Regions from separate parts of the Mus musculus genome. Here regions 2 and 3 are each linked to region 1. A link is a contact called in public HiChIP or PLAC-seq and promoter capture Hi-C data. All regions are on one chromosome and are shown on one strand. The core of a region is the stretch at or near the end of the contact, and the rest is flanking DNA. Distances in the headings are between cores, read along the strand shown.

What was found. Promoter capture Hi-C pulls out the DNA fragments that hold promoters and counts their contacts. HiChIP or PLAC-seq counts read pairs in DNA pulled down with a chosen protein or histone mark.
Region 2: a contact with region 1 is called in a promoter capture Hi-C map of pre-B cells, with 4 times the contacts expected there. The contact joins the enhancer-like site here to the promoter of Hsf2 in region 1. A contact is called at or near these places in 10 of 39 promoter capture datasets (the 3T3-L1 cell line, 3T3-L1-derived adipocytes, the HPC-7 cell line and 6 more), 9 of 115 datasets of contacts at active chromatin or transcription factors (bone marrow-derived dendritic cells, bone marrow-derived macrophages, embryonic forebrain and 4 more) and 2 of 9 other capture datasets (adipose tissue and macrophages).
Region 3: a contact with region 1 is called in an H3K4me3 HiChIP or PLAC-seq map of bone marrow-derived macrophages, with 4 times the contacts expected there. The contact joins the enhancer-like site here to the promoter of Hsf2 in region 1. A contact is called at or near these places in 5 of 39 promoter capture datasets (the C10 cell line, cranial neural crest, embryonic stem cells and 2 more), 6 of 115 datasets of contacts at active chromatin or transcription factors (bone marrow-derived macrophages, embryonic stem cells, large pre-B cells and 2 more) and 1 of 9 other capture datasets (adipose tissue).

What each region holds. Positions count from the first base shown.
Region 1 is chr10:57,484,719-57,488,232 of GRCm38.p6, reverse strand. Hsf2 (heat shock factor 2) reads right to left here and starts at 1,848. Exons shown (of 12, transcript NM_008297.3): 1 at 1,632-1,848. The coding sequence starts at 1,724. 4930467K11Rik (RIKEN cDNA 4930467K11 gene) reads left to right here and starts at 1,880. Exons shown (of 4, transcript NR_045353.1): 1 at 1,880-2,050; 2 at 3,159-3,194.
Region 2 is chr10:58,363,027-58,366,540 of GRCm38.p6, reverse strand. It overlaps a transcript of Lims1 not described here. Among named protein-coding and RNA genes, the nearest start is that of Gm23058, 15 kb to the right of the region's middle. Within about 2 kb of position 1,635, at least 44 of the 459 cell types and tissues checked have an H3K27ac peak or open chromatin away from gene starts, as enhancers often do. A contact at or near this core is called in embryonic stem cells, pre-B cells, pro-B cells and 1 more, where this site is marked.
Region 3 is chr10:58,340,189-58,343,702 of GRCm38.p6, reverse strand. It overlaps a transcript of Lims1 not described here. Among named protein-coding and RNA genes, the nearest start is that of Gm23058, 7.7 kb to the left of the region's middle. Within about 2 kb of position 1,767, at least 107 of the 459 cell types and tissues checked have an H3K27ac peak or open chromatin away from gene starts, as enhancers often do. A contact at or near this core is called in adipose tissue, bone marrow-derived macrophages, pre-B cells and 1 more, where this site is marked.

The DNA of each region.
Region 1 (3,514 bases), core at 599-3,098:
AAAGGCAAGAAAGTTATTAAAATGTTTTGGCTAATTGAAGTTATCAGGTCACTTATACAATACTGTTTAATTAGAACCAATTGCCAATACATTTGTGTAGAACTTATAGACAATACAAATAAATGGCCTTTTGCAAATTCACGTTCAATGACCTCAGCTTGGTTGGGGGAAAGAAATTATTTCAGTCCAGTTTCTAATGTTAAAAGACAGCTGAGGAGCGGTCTGCACTGATCCGGTCTCGTCAACCTTTAATCCTTCTGCCTGATGAAAAGCATGAGCCGTCTGTTTATTTTAAGTTCATGCTGGTTAGCTGCCTTTCTTTATTTTCACTTCTTTGTACCAATGTATCAAATTAATCAATTGCTTAGTCTACACAACCAGCAGGGGTTGGGGGTGGGGCACCTATGTGACAATACACACGAAAATTAAATCCTAGAAAGAAATTTTTAAAACTTGGCACTAATACTCAGCAAAAATTCAGTGACATAGTTGTCCAAATATCAGGTATATTCTATTGCTGTTACCTCCTAAAAGCAGGCAAGGGTGAAAACTAGTTTTAACAACAGAAAAGGGCACAAATGAAACGGAGGAGATAACATTTATTTGACATATAGCTAGGTATTTCCCACTTACTCATCTCAAAAACTGTGAACATGAAAATACCCTGAATAAGTCATCAACTCCAGTAAGAGGAGCCGATCCCCTTCATGAAGAGATTTGAACAATCCAAGCATTGCGAGTCTAGCAAAGGAAAGGCACAAGTGATGTAAAGAATCACTCTGCAAAGAATCTTTGTGTGGAACTGGGGGGAGGGGGTCTTGGGTCACCTAGGCAACGCATCAATCTAACACATAACTTAGACCAGGCAAGATACCGGGCTTGATTAAGGTCATCTTTATTTATAAGGAGGATCTGGATCAAACTGATCAAGGCAACCACAAACCACTATGCCGGCAACTATTCTGTGAAATTTAACGACTCGGTTTTTAACTCCAAGCCGCTAAGTTACTAAGCATAGTCTACAGGCACTTTTACTTGAATTATTTTAAAGAAACGACCCAGTCTCAAAACAATAACTGGGAAATTTCTATGTTAAAACTACATAAATAAAATACATAAATAAAATTTAAAAGCTCAAGGCAAGAGCAGTCGGAGTCTGCACATTTTCCCATTATCATCATAAAAGATCCCAGACGCCAGGGCAAGCAATCCCCGCGGAGGTGATTTCTTTAGATAAGACCTGTGCTCGCTCACTAGCCCGCTCGCCCGCTCTCCCGGGGCTCCGCGACCTCCGCGCCCCGCGGCGAGCAGACGACTGAGGATGAGTGTGCAGAACGCGCCGCCGGGGCCGGTTCCGAGCTCCCCGGGCCGGCGGGACCGTTACCAGGGCGCCCCTCCCCCACGGCGCGCGGCCGGAGGAGAACGGAGCCTGCGGGGCCCGGCTCGCCGCGCACACAAAGCCGGGGGTCCGCGCGAGGTGGGGAGGCCGCGCGCCGCCGCAGGCCGCGGGAGAAGCCGAGCCCAGCCCAGCCCAGCCCAACCCAGCCCAGCCGAGCCGAGCCGAAACGAGCCGAGCCGAGCCGAGCCGGTTCGACAAGGGGGACCCGAGGCCACCGCGTCCCCGACCCTACCTGACTCCAGGTGATGAACTCGTTGGTGTGGGTTTCCTCCACAAGCGTCCACAGCTTGCTGAGGAAAGCCGGCACGTTGGAACTCTGCTTCATTGTTAGCCCGGTGCAGGGATTCCAAATTCTACTACCGAACGCGGAGGTCGCAGCGGCGGCGGCGGCGGCGGCGGCGGCAGCAGCGGCGGTGGCAGCAGCTGCTGCTCCGGGGAACGCACACCACGCAGGCGCGGCGGATCTCGGGCTCCGCCCCCTCGGCGCCGCGGGGCGCGCGGTGAAGGCGGAGAGACCCCGCGGCCGCACGTGATGGACAAGGCTTCGCGCTCCACCCCTGCGCTCTACTCCCGCGCCCGGTCTCAGCGAGTCCAATCCAAGGCTTCGGATGCACTACAGAGCAAAGCGATTGGCTGCTGCCGCGAGGAGGGGTGGGCCCAAGAGTGGTTCAGCCTTCTCTGTTACCTTTTAGGCAGGGTACTCTCTTAGGGAATGATATTGGGTCCAGGGAAACCTTGTTTAGTGGATTCGCATGGAAAGGGTTTGGGTGCACCGGCTGTGGCTGGCAGAGTGCAGAGAAGCCCAAGGGCAGTTGACTCATAAGTTTGACCGGCGAAGAGTAATTTGCTCCAATCTAAAGGAAGGAATACATCACATGGGGCAGTGAGCTGCTTGTGAGCAGATGTGCTAGGCCCCTGGTTGAAACTATCTTAAAGACAATGAGCTTTTCTATACATTTTTCATGGGGAGAAAAATAGCTCATTTAAGGACAGTTTTATCAAAACCTGAAGCATGAATAATAGTTCCCTATTTGTGAAGTACTTGCTATTGTGTGTGTGTGTGTGTGTGTGTGTGTGTGTGTGTGTGTGTACTATTAGGAGCCAGCATCTGTTAAGAGCATCTTATATGCTTTTCTCAACTCAGCAAGCATCAGGTGCCTGTCATAAGCCCAGTTCAAAAGCAACGAGTCTAGTTTTAGAGTATCTGAGTCAAAATGATTGTTCTGCATGTACCTCACAGGGGTTTCCTCAGGCAAAATGTGATTCGGAACAGCTTCTTGAGCGAAATTTCCCATTTCTTCATTGACAATAAGACTTTCTACCCGTGAAGAGTAGCTATAATAACGTGGATCTCTGAAAAAAAGATTTTTTAAAAAACTTTTTTTGTTGTTGTTTTGTTTTGTTTGTTACTTAATAGCTGATCATAGTGTCTGGAATCTGTAAGTCAAGCACTCTGGAGGCTGAGGTAGAACTGTGGAGCAGTGGAGGTCAACCTGGGTTAAATAGTGAGCTCCAGGTATCCTGGGCTAATGGCAAGAAATATAGATAGATAGATAGATAGATAGATAGATAGATAGATAGATAGACAGACAGACAACTTTTTCAGTAAGCATATACTGAACACAGTCATACAGCACTGTTTGGATATATGATGGGGATATATGATGGGGTAACTGTGATTTTAAAAAAAAAGACTAATATTTGATGAGGTCTTATGTGACAAGGGCTTTGCATGTCTTATCCTATTTAATCCTCACAGCAACCCAAAGAGGAAGCTTCAAAGGGTCTGATTCAGGTTGGTACAAATTCTATTCAACCAGTTACACAAAGCTAATCAGAACCAACTCTGTAGCCAGATTCCCAGAGTGGGTTAGCTAGAAGTTTCCAAGCACATTCCAATGCGATGATGGGTTGCTTTACCTCAGTTTGGGAATATTTTCAGTCCCAGAGCCTCACAGAGAAAATGGCAGTGAAAATCCTGCTGTAGTTACAGCAGATAAAGCCCTAGGAAAGCGTTTCCTCTTCTGGTCCGTCACTGCATGCTTACAAATCTAAACAGCCACTTCCAGACTGGAAACTACCCAATGGTGTCCCATGTTTCTAGAATAAGTCCTG
Region 2 (3,514 bases), core at 386-2,885, 880 kb before region 1:
AGTGTTTTACATTATTTTCAACACTCATTCATCTTATATTTATTTGTCAAGCATAAGGTCTTCCTAAATAAGGTCTCTCAGGAGTGCTCTGTCATGAGATCCAGTGCTGCGGATCCAACAATTCAGTACCATTGCCAGTGGGTTCAAGGGCAAAGTAACTAGGGCCAGAACATACAAAACGCTAGTGTGGGGAACAGAAACGGGTGGGTTTCTGTGAGTTTGAGGCCAGTCTGGTATACACTGGGAATTCCAAGTCAGCCAGTGCTATACAGTGAGACCCTGTCTTAAAGAAAAAGAGGGGAGGGGCAAGAGAGAGGAAGGAAGGATGGAAAGAAAGAAGGAAGGAAGGAAAGACAGACAGACAAGAAGGCAATATCAACTATTAGAAACACTGTCCAGAACAGGGGGGAAAAAAATCACCAAAAAATGTGATCCACCTGTGGATAATGTTGCCAATGCCTCTGAACTCTGTAAAAGTTTCCTTTATCAAACTTTATAAGACACATCCAAGTGGACCAGCCATCAAAAACAGCCATCAAAAGCTCATGGAGTGCTGGTGAGGTAAAGGTACTTGTATGAAACTTAAGGACCTGAGTTTGATTCCCTAGGACCCAGGAAGAAGAGAACGGATTCCTGTAAGTTGTGCTTTGTGGTGGTCTGAGTAAGAATTCCCTCACACACACACCCTAGGCTCATATATTTGAATGCTTGGTCCCCAGTTGGTGGAACTGCTGGGAAGAGCCAGTAGGAAGGGCTTTGAGGTTTCAGAAGATTGGTGCCACTTCCAGTGTTCCTCCCTGTCTCCTGCTTATAGATCAAAATGTGAGCTCTCAGCTGTTTCTGCTGCCATGCTCTGGCTCTGCCATCACAGACACTAAGTCCTCTGAAATCATAAGCCCAATCCAACACTGTGTTTTGTAAGTTGCCTTGATCGTGGTGTTTTGTCACAGCAACAGAAAAGTTAGTACAACATCCCTTACATGTACCATGGCATGCACACACACAGACATACACAATCAAAACTAAAAGTTCACAGGAATTTGACTGAGTCAGAAACACATCTTCTAAACAACATGGGATCATCTATATTACTAAACAATAAGCAGCAGGATAGGGAGGACAGCAGCTAGAGCCAGGATAGGAGTGATAAAAACTGCAAAAAGGGTGTGGGCTGCACCAGGAAGCAAGGTGGAGAAGCCAAGGTAACAGACTAGGAGGGGCAGAGAGGGAGGTAGCAGGCTCTGGCATTGTTAACATTTTTCTTCACATTCTTTCATGCACATAGCAACAAAACAGACCTGGTGAAGTACAGCCTGAGCTGTACTTTCATGTAGCCATAATCTTGCCCATTGAAAGCTAGCATTTAAGGCCTACTCCGAATCTAATAAAAGTTTTTATAAGTCCACAAAATTTACCAGGCGATCTAAGTTGGTTGAGTGCTTGTCTAGTATGGACAGAATTGTGGGTTCTAACCCTGGTACCACGTAAAAACTGGGAATGGTGGTGCCCAGTGCTGGACAGGTGGCAGCAGAGGGATTAGAAGTTCAAAATCATCCTTGGTGCATGGCTGAGTGCCAGGTCAGCCCGGCTAGGTCAGACCCTGTCTCACAAGGTGTGGTTGAGGCACAGAGATGACTCAGAGGGCTAAGCATTCATTACCTTGCAAGTATAAGGAACCGGGTTTGATCCCTAGAGTGCTCTTTCCTTTGATATATTCACTTGTTTTTGAGATAGGGTCCTAGCAATCAAATATATTATTAAACTAATATAGTCTGTTTAGATACCAGTTTAAACAAGCCAACAATAGAAGCATATTCTTAAAACAAGTGGGGGATGTGATTACAAAGCAGGCATTAAATAATGCTGAGGCATCTCTGCTCTTTTTGTCAGGCAGGACAGCAGTATGTGGTTTTATAATAAAGCATCCATCTCAGAGTCCAACTCTGATACATACCAAGACAGTACCTGATATCTGCTTCTGCTTCTAAATATTTAATTAAAAGAAGAAAAAGAATGTGAAACAAGTTCAGCCACAGAGCAACGACATGCAGGCAGTGAGAGTGCAGAAGAGCCATTTCTTGTTTGTATTACAATATTTTCTTAACAGCTTTCTCTAATGAGGCCTCTGAGGATGTTAACTCTCAACACAATGGCACATATCTTGACTAAGATCAGACATAGTACATTCAAGGACATGCTAAATTCCAAAAGGAGGTCACTAAGAAAGAGGAGAGATCCTTCTAAGTGGAGGAGTAAGGAGTGCCTCAGGGAATAAAGAGCAGGTGCGGAGACTCATAAACTGGGGAGTTCAGAATTCTATTTTGACTCTAGACCACATGATTTACATGTCATGTGGAAAAAAGCTATAAAGAGTGTGAATTCAGGATGGAAAGGATTATAAACGTGGAGATGCAGAATTTGATGGTCCTTCACACAACAGTATAAGCTACAGGAGCAGAATAGAGGCATTCAGTGTGTGTGTGTGTGTGTGTGTGTGTGTTGGGATTGGAGCAGGGTTCAGGCTTTTTCAGGGCAACATGTTGCTAAGAATAAATCCACACAATCAAGAATAGCACATACACTTACATGGGTGATTCCTTTACCTGCTTCTAGCTGAATCATGTCCTGAACAAGAACACTTCGAATCCTGAACAGCTCTCCCCAATCCTCCATTCCTGTCACACCCTGATTTTCCACTCTTAGTAGATGACCCCTTCTACTGTAGAGAAAGTATCCATCTTCCGAAGGTAACCACCACAACTGCCCTCAAGGCCTATTTCCCACTACTCACTATTCTTGTACTGCAAGATGACCTCTATTCCACTGGGGCTCAGTAAACAACACAAAATCCACTCCATGCTAAGTTTATAGAACTGTGGTATTAAAGACAGCAGATCGCAACAATCATGATGTTAATGCTTTACACTTTAGTTGATTTAATCCTGAGTGGTATCCTATTTTGTATAAGCAGGAATAAGGCCTAAAACTGCCATGTGATAGTAGCAGGATCTGAATGGGCACAGAGGCCTTATTTATAACCACAGCACCATGTTGCCTCTCTCAAAATAAGGAACTTAATTTTAAAGGTTATAGTTTCTTCAACATAGTATCAAATAGCAACAACAACAAACTAATTCACTGCAGCTTGCTTATTAACACAAAAGTATACAGTATATAAAATCATAATAAAGAAACAACCTATGTTACTATTTAAAAATATAAATATGTAACAAAACCATAAAGGCATGCATAGAGGTGACAGGCTAAATTCAATAGAGTTGTCTCCTGGAGGAAAAGCACAGGGAGACCAGCTAAATAGAAGAAAGTATGCAAAGAGCTTTCAAGTACATTTGTGATATTTTACTTAAGATGGCTGATGCATCTTAAGAATGCTTAGAAGTTATTTTTTATTAACTTCTATTGCAAAGAAATGAAACCAGCCTGGTGGCTCCTGCCTATAGCTCTGACACTATGGGTGCTATGACAAGAGGATCACCAGAATTTGAAGCCAGCC
Region 3 (3,514 bases), core at 518-3,017, 860 kb before region 1:
GGAGAAGAATTCTCTTTCTGAAGGAGCACTGAAGTTTCAGGGGCTTTCCTGCAATCATGGGTGGAAAATTTCCACACTTAGAAGTTCTTTGTTTTCCCATGGAGTTCCTTTAAGGGCAGAGACTTGCTCTGACTCTTCTTGAGTTTTTCTCTCTCATGTTCTCTCACTGTCTCTTTCTCTCTGTCTATCTGCATCCACCCTCAACCCCTCCACCAGATGGTCTTTTACTTTCCACCCCAATAAATCTCTTGCATGAGTTCTGCTGTGTGGTGGATCTCTGCTGCTTGCCCTGGCCCTAAGTACCCCCTCCCTCTTGTACTTCCAGAGCTAAATCCTAGATTGACTTGAAGAATCCAGAGCAAAGACAGAAAGTGGCAGATTGAACATGACCAGCAGAATAGACTGGGCCATGAGAGGGGAGAGATCGGGGAAGAGCACGAGAGGAAGAAGAGATGGGACCAAAAGAGACCCAAGAAAGCACACGGCTGAAATGGCAGGTTTTTAAAGAATCTGAAACTGGAGGAATAAAGCCCCTGAGCTAGAGAGGTTTAGGGTAGGGGGAGGGAGTGCGGAAGAGCAGAGAGGAGCCACAGGTACAAAGTGAGCTCGGAGGCCAGTGCACACTTCGTTATGCTAATAGGCACTTTAGTTAGCCTTTTATCCTGAATTTCTTTGGGACCTGACAAGAGCCCATTGGTAATGGCTCTGAGGGCTCTCTGACTTCCAGCAATACTTCATAGCAGAACAACTCTAACCCAAATGTTCTTAACTTAAATGTATTCTAACTCAATACTTTGAAACTGAACGAAAGTACTCTTTTAAAAAGTAGCTCTTAAGCCGGACATGGTGGCGCACACCTTTAATCCCAGCACTTGGGAGGCAGAGGCAGGCGGATTTCTGAGTTCGAGGCCAGCCTGGTCTACAAAGTGAGTTCCAGGACAGCCAGGGCTACACAGAGAAACCCTGTCTCGAAAAACCAAAAGGAAAAAAAAATTAAAAAGGAGCTCTTTGTGGAAGACAGCACTGTTTACTTAATAGTTCTAGCCCAAGCCAGAAACATGGGACTCTGTTCAGTGCCTTAATGTTTCTAACTAACCTCCAAAGTGAAGTCTATTATTCCTTTTAAGAGTCTCAGAATCGATGTGCTTTCTTCCCTCCCTACAGAAGGCATTACTGTTGGCATATCATCTCTTGTTTGGATTAATGAAACAGGCTTCCTGGCTTCTGAAGCTCCATCACCCCACCTACTTATGGCTTTCTAAGCCTCCACACACTGACTTCTAGGCTGGGCCTCAAATGTGTCAGGTAACAAATCTTGCTGTCTTGATCACACAACAAACAGCAACTTAGTCAACACAGATACAGAGTCTGATGCCGTCTTCTGGTTACATGACTGCTCATTTTGGTCAGTGAATCTAATTTAACTTACTCAGACTATTTCTCAAACCCTGGATATCTAAGTGGCAAACAAGACTCTGCAGCCAGACCAAATTAACTAAGGCCCTGTAGAAAAATTCCACAAGAACTTCAGAAAGACCAGGAGTTGCCTTGGTTGTTTGCTTTCTTCAAAGTTTTGGAATTCAGCTCTTTCTTCAATTCTGGGAACCATCCCACTATTTTCCACAAAATTCTTCCTTAGTGTTGTTTGCAATAGAGTCCTGTTATCTGTCACAAGGAAACTTAAGTAGCAGTAACACTGTCCTCTGCCCTGCTTCAGCACCCCCACGGCTCCCCCTCCCAGATTCTCAGGCTCCAGGGCAGCACCAAAGCAGCTGTGCTGATCTCCACATCCTGCTTTCTTGTTCCTCTTGGCCTCCTGCCTTCAGCTCTTCCTCCCTAAATGGCCTGTTTGGATAATTTCTACTCACACTGAGGGCTCAGTCTAGATGTTATTTCCTGTGTAGTTTCCCAGAGGGATCTGCCTTATTCCTCAGTAACCTAGCCCCAAGTACAAGTTACTATAAGTAGTAAATGTTACACGTAATATCAATATCTTTACTCATGCCTAGCAGAGACTGGTTCTCCACGAATACATCTCAAAGGAACAAACAAAATTAGAAACTCACATCACTCAAATTAGTATTCACAGTAGTTTAACAAAGTTTTAAAAGTAAATATAGTGGTATGTACCACCATACACATAATTCCAGCATTTAGAAGCAGCAAGGATCAAGTTCAAAGCCAGCCTGGTATAACTAGCAGGTTCCAGGCCAGGCTGTCTCAGACTTCTAAGTAAATAGGGAGCTGGGGAGATGACTTAGGAACACCCAGCTGTACAAGCAGTGGACCTGAGTCTGATCCCTGACATCCACAGAAAAAGGTCAGCATGACAGCCTACGCTTATAATCCCAGCAGTGGGGAGGTACAGGTGGATCCCCAGGACTTGCTGGTTAGTCAGTCTAGACAAATGAGCAAACCACAGGCCCCAAGAAAGGCCTTGTCTCAAGGGATAAAGTATTCCCTACATATACTCGACACTCCCTACACCATATATACACATACATAGAAATAATAAAACAAACTTGGAAGCAAGAGGCTCTAAGCATATGACACTGGCTGTATTTTAACATCAATAATATGCAAAGTCATTGCTCTATGTGTTCACAATTCATAAAAATAATCACCAACCTGTGTACTTAAACTTTGTGCCTTTTTTTACATTGTAACTTATATGCACTGATGAAAAGACTTTGAAGTACATTTAATAAGTGAAAAATTGGTTTACTGATCTTTTAGTTGAAGGTTGTCGTTTCTGATTTTGTGGGGGGGTTAGGTTTTGTTTATATATTTTTATATGTGTTTCTTGTGGTTTTTCCTTTATTTATTTTCATTTATCCTCTAAAGAGAGGGAAAGGTGTGGAGTTGGGCAAGTGAAGAGGTGGGGAAGGTCTGGGAACAGTTGTGGGAGCGTAAACTGTGATCAGAATATAGTGTACAAAAAAATGATTTTCAATTAAAAAGACCCCATATTCCATAACAATCAAGGGATATGTCTACCTAATCTTATACAAGTGTCAGCTGAAGATAGAAGGTAAAGGCATGTTTTAAAACATGAAGAAACAAATTTTTGAACGTAAAGAATGTTAAATAAAAGTTAATTGTGTGTGTGTGTGTGTGTGTGTGTGTGTGTGTGTGTGTGTGTGTGTGTTTTTCCCTGAGACAGGGTTTTTCGGTGTAGCTCTGGCTGCCTTGGAACTCACTCTATAGACAATACTGTCCTTAAACTCACAGAGATCTGCCTGCCTCTGCCTCTCCAGTGCTAGGATTAAAGGCGTGTGTAACCACTGCCTCATTTTAAAAAGTTAATCCTTATTAAGCTCGTTTCATATTTATGAAAATTCCTAACATAATTCAAAACTAATGCTGTAATATAAAATAAAAGCAATAATTTGGGGAAGTTATTAAAACTGATTATGAGACAATTCAAAAAGATTATTTTTAAAATTCTTTATGGAATATAAGTAATTGCCTATTTTGGACAATTAAAATAAATTCAGACTAAGCAACAAATCAA